Linked DNA regions of Sus scrofa: region 2 is linked to region 1. Evidence: chromatin contacts called from public Hi-C data. All regions are on one chromosome and are shown on one strand. Each heading gives the region's core, a stretch centred on a gene start, on an enhancer-like site or on the middle of the called end of the contact. The rest is flanking DNA. Distances are from core to core; before and after follow the strand shown.

The links. Hi-C and Micro-C count contacts between places; a contact is called where the count stands out from the background.
Region 2: a contact with region 1 is called in a Hi-C map of liver, with 1.8 times the contacts expected there. The contact joins two enhancer-like sites. A contact is called at or near these places in 2 of 5 promoter capture datasets (fetal skeletal muscle and liver), 3 of 47 Hi-C or Micro-C datasets (all in liver) and 2 of 2 datasets of contacts at active chromatin or transcription factors (alveolar macrophages and skeletal muscle).

What each region holds. Positions count from the first base shown.
Region 1 is chr7:32,664,932-32,667,505 of Sscrofa11.1, reverse strand. It overlaps FGD2 (FYVE, RhoGEF and PH domain-containing protein 2), which reads right to left. Exons shown (of 13, transcript XM_021098655.1): 7 at 313-392; 8 at 198-228. Among named protein-coding and RNA genes, the nearest start is that of FGD2, 18 kb to the right of the region's middle. Within about 2 kb of position 1,300, at least 31 of the 83 cell types and tissues checked have an H3K27ac peak or open chromatin away from gene starts, as enhancers often do. A contact at or near this core is called in liver, where this site is marked.
Region 2 is chr7:32,769,683-32,772,256 of Sscrofa11.1, reverse strand. No RefSeq gene overlaps it. Among named protein-coding and RNA genes, the nearest start is that of PIM1, 17 kb to the left of the region's middle. Within about 2 kb of position 1,281, at least 36 of the 83 cell types and tissues checked have an H3K27ac peak or open chromatin away from gene starts, as enhancers often do. A contact at or near this core is called in liver, where this site is marked.

The DNA of each region.
Region 1 (2,574 bases), core at 51-2,550:
TGGGCAGTGAGAGGCACTAAGATGTGAACTCAGATCTGTATCCAAAGTACCAGAGAGCAACTCTGAGGAAGAGCAGGGAGTAGCAGCAGCACACACACACACACACACACACACACACACACACACACACTGCACCCCTCTCTCCCTCAGCTTGGGTAGGGAGTCAGAATCCTAGGGGCCCTGGAGCGTTCTGATACCTGCATCCAGGAGATCATTTCCTCCTGGGACCTGCTCGGAAAGTGAACACACATGTTGAGAAGAGCAGCCCCTCCCTGTGTTCCCGTCTCGCCCAGCCCTCAGCCGCCTGCCTACCGGGCCTGCAGCTCCAGGGTGCGCTGCTTCCCGGACACCAGGAAGGAGTGGGGGAACTCGGCGTCAGTCAGCTCTCGAACCTGCTCAGAAAGGGAGGGAGAGACCTCTCAGCCTCACCACCCCCTCTCCACAGGCACCGTGGGTGAAGGGAGGTGGACTGCATGCCAGGGACAATTCGAATTCAAGAGACAGGGCAGTGAGCTTGTTCAACACCTTCTGGGAGTTCCCAGTGTAGCTTGGTGGTAATGAACCTGACTGGTACCCATGAGGATGCAGATTCAATCCCTGGCCTCACTCAATGGGCTAAGGATCCCGTGCTGCCCTGAGCTGTGACATCGGTCACAGATTCGGCCTGGATCCTGCGTGGCTGCGGTTGGGGTGTAGGCCGGCAGCTGTAGCTCTGATTTTTTGATCCCTAACCTAGAAACTTCTATATGCGGAGGGTGCAGCCCTAAAAAGCAAAACTAAATCAGTAAATAAATAAGGAGCAGAATGAAGATTCAAACTCAGGCTTTTAGTCCCCAAGGGTAAGGGAGGAGCACATCTATTTCGGCCCCACTGCTAGAGCCCTGCAAGCACAGACCTCCCCCAGGCAGTGGAGAGAGAGTCACAAGAGTGGCTAAGACACAGACCCAGAGCCCCAGGGCCCAGCATGGGGGAACTCTGTTGTCACTGAATCCACCTGACCCTTGGGGCCCTCTGCTGGGGCCCTGCCATGAGATAACCAGGCCTTGTTACACCTTCAGGCAGCCCATCCCACCCAGAGAGCATGACTCCAGGCCTAGTCTACCCCTCTCATAGCCCCTCCCTCTAGAAGGGGCCGAAGTGATTTGCACGTGTTACTCTTGACAATGGGGAGGCTCTGAGGGCTTATAAACAGAGAAGCTTCTGTGGAGAGAGGTGTTCCGGGAAAGCAGCTCCAGCCGCTGGGCGAGAAGGTCAAAGGGCTGGGTCTGGGGAAAATGGGACAAACCAGCAGCCCAGAGGCCAGGTAGGAAGTGATACTCAGAATGGTCGAGGCTTGCCCAGGGCCTGCCTGCACCTGGGGAGAGAGACAATATCAGGAAATCTGGCCAGATGCCACAACTGACTGAATAAGGGAGGGGGAGAGGGACTAAAGGGGGAAATCTAAGGTTTGGAGACCACAGCTAGGAAGAAATATGATGCTTTTAATAGAAAATGGGTTTCTGGGAGAGCCCCTGACCTGAGGGGCCACCACGGCAGAGGGGCAAGATGGAGGTTTCTAGAGGACAATTCCCAGAGCCTAGGCTCAACCACCAGACTCTGGATCAGTTCAGGCCCCTGCCAGCCTGTACTGTGTCTTTGTGCTAGTTTTAAAAAGATACTCCTTCCTCAAAACACTTTACTGACATCTGTTGGCAAACTGGCATAATAGTCGGATTTTGTTGAACCAGACGCTTGACTGCCATCTGCTGGACAAGGAGAATGGTAAATATACAATCTACGCGGCCAGCTGTGGGGGAGCTGTGCTCATCTCAAACGAGGCGTGCTCTTGCAGTGCACAACTTGCACAGCTGTCCATGGAGATGCCAAGTATATGTACGTGCTTGCACCCCTTCCTTCTTCTTAGGTTGGCCCTGTGCAGGACAGCACAACTGGACCAAGTCGGACCCTGGGGGAGAACTAGCTGCTGAGAACTAGACCTCCTTGATACTTAGGAAGGCAGAGGCCAGGGGGTCACAGGCCAGTGGGAACTTTCTGGTGGTCAAAGACCAGACCTGCCTCCAAAACCTCAGACTCAGAAACGCAGGTGGGTAAACAGCTTTGCACCTGCTGGGCTCATGCCATCCAGCAGAGGGTGCTGTGCAGCCACCAGAGCACCAGACACGCCCTGCAGGGACCCTGTTCACTGAGACCAGCAGATGCCAGGAACCAGGCACGCACACCGGGTCTGTGAGCCCCCATCATACAGCCTGAGTATCTGACACTCTCAGGCCGTTCTCTCTTTTTCTCTTTCTGTTTTGGTCTATTTCTTGGCTTTTTTATCTGTCGATCTCTGCCTCTTTTTTCTCTGCCAGTCCCCAGACAGTGCTGCCAATCTCCATTTCTCTGTAATTCTCCATAACCTGACTTTCTCAGTCTTACTCATCAAGGCTGCCAGATATACAAGCTTGCACGCACCCTGGCCTCTGAGATATTCTGGCCACTTTAGGAAGGAGAGCTGGATGCTACAGGTGGGAGGGGGGGCTCATCTGCATTCCCAAAAGACCTCAGTGAGCTGAGGTGTGGGGAAAGGGCTGT
Region 2 (2,574 bases), core at 32-2,531, 100 kb before region 1:
CCTGTATTGAAGTAAAACAGACTTTTTAATGTGTTTATAATGTGAATGTGACATATACAACCATGTTTATTCAAATGAAACCTTTACTTTTTCATCTGCTTAATTCTATTGAACTCAAAAGTACTTGGGACTGTGGAGGACACAAGGCAATTGCGTGTGCTCTAAGTATAACATTAACCAAAGATGGAATTGATTTATCAAGTTAATATGTTTTGTGGCGTTCCTTGGTGGCTCAGCAGGTTAAGGACATGGTTTTGTCACTGCAGTGGCTCAGGTTACTGCTGTGGCACAGTTTCAATCCCTGGCCGGGAAACTTCCACATGTCCTGGGAGTGGCCAAAAAAAAAGTTAATATGTTTTATAAAGTAGGTGAAAGTGCTAAGAGTCATTTCTAAGGCTAATTTCACTTTCAAAATCCCAGTCATACCCCTTAAAGCTCCAAATCTCCATAGCCTATCCCAAAGGAGGGTGCTCATTTTATTTTATGTTTTACTTTCGGCTGCACCCCTCCTGGGCCAGGGACTGAAACCGCGCCACAGCGGTAGCTGGAGCCACGGCAGTGACAATACTGGATCCTTAACCCACTAAGCCATCAAGGAACTCCCAAGGGAAGGTGCTTGGACTGTACCAGATCTAAACCAAACTGTAGAAAGAAAAAGACCCACCCTCTAGGCCGGTGGTTCTCAAAGTGAGGTCCCTGAACCAGCAAGAGCAGCACCTGGGAACTTGTTCAAAAGGCAGAAATGCAAACGACCAGGCACCTTCCCCTCAGGCCTACACAATGGGAGATTCTGGGGGTGGGGCCGGGCCATCCTGGTTTAACAAGCCCTCCAGGTGATTCCGAAGCCGGAAGCTCAGGTTTCAGAACTACTGCTTCCGGTTACTTGGGCTGGCTGCCCTTTGCCAGGGAATGGTGGAGGAGACCAGGAGTGCGAGAATCTACTGATTCCCAGCTCTTCAGGGAGCTTTATTATCTACTGGTTTCTGTGGCCATTACCCTAATCCAGATGGAACTTAAGGCCCATTAGACAAAACATGAACCAGACCTGTTCCACAGAACTGTGAAGTCAGTTTTCCTTGGCTTTGCCTGTGGTCTCTTTTTTTTTTTTTTTTTTTTTTTTTTAATGATTGCTTCATGAGCCACTCTGGTCTCTGAACTTTTCCCTTTTCTAGTAAAAGTACAAATTCCAGCTGGAGTTCTTGACCAACAACATCTTTCTACAGAAGTTCCTGCCTTCCATGCTTTGCTGAGTTCCAGAGATAAGATAAATAATTTACCAAATGTAGGTTTCTGATTACTCACTCTATTAGCATTTAGAGCAGAGAGCTTCTGCCCCTGGAGAGTTTGATTCGTTCAGAGGCAGCCCATCTGCTTTTTTTTGGTGTGTGTGTGGGGGGTGTTGGGGGGTGGAGCTGCCTGGAAAAGCCAGGGAGCTCCCAGCATCCCACACATACTTTAGGGATGAACTGCCTAAATCTTACGGGTTTTACTGGAAATTCTGGGGAATGCTATTTTCTTATTATTTAAAAAAAATGCACAGCTGCTAAGACTTTTTTTAAAACTCCTTTTCCCTCTTTTTTTTTTTTTAATGCTGCATAGAAACAAAATTCCACAATTCCTTTTCAAATATTACACAGAATAAGATAGCTGAAAGGGTATTTTCAATCTTGTGCAATTTATTTATCCTAAATTCAGGCTGCACACTGCAAGAGTAATTTCAGGGAATTTTAGAGAGGGGATTAAGTAGAGTTTCTTCTAAATCAAGTGAAACTGGGAGGCAAAGGAACAATCTATTACTTCAAAGCATCATTTTTCACTCACACAATTTCTGAAGTATAGTAGCAATATCAGAAGTGATGGATGCAATAGAAGGTTCGCATCTGTAGTTATTCCATAGGCTCTTTCCTTTATGGTAAATATGTGTCTTTATTATTTTATAGGGATCCTAAGAGCAAACTGGAGTAAGAGAGGAAATCACAGCAAAAATAGCTGACTCTGTGGATTGTCCAATACAGATATAGAAGGAAAGCTTGACATAAAATCCAAGAAGTGATGTGTTGAATATGTAATAAATGGTCTTTTTTGTTTGTTTTTTCTTTTCTTTTTAGGGCCACACCCACAGCATATGGAGGTTCCCAGGATAGGAGTCCAATTGGAGATACAGTACTGACCTACATCACATCTCATGGCAATGCTGGATCCTTAACCTACTGAGCGAGGCCAGGGATCGAACCTGAAACCTCATGGTTCCCAGTTGGATTGATTTCTGCCGCACCACAACGGGAACTCCAATAAATGCTCTTTTAATTTCTTCAAGGTAATTTTTTTCCTTTTTTTTCTTTTTTTTTTGTCTTTTTGCCATTTCTAGGGCCACTCCTGAGGCATATTGAGGTTCCCGGGGTAGGGGTCGAATCGGAGCTGTAGCCACCGGCCTACGCCACAGCCACAGCCACAGCAATGCGGGATCCGAGCCGTGTCTGCGACCTACACTACAGCTCACGGCAATGCCGGATCCTTAACCCACTGAGAAAGGCCAGGGATGGAACCCGCAACCTCATGGTTTGTAGTTGGATT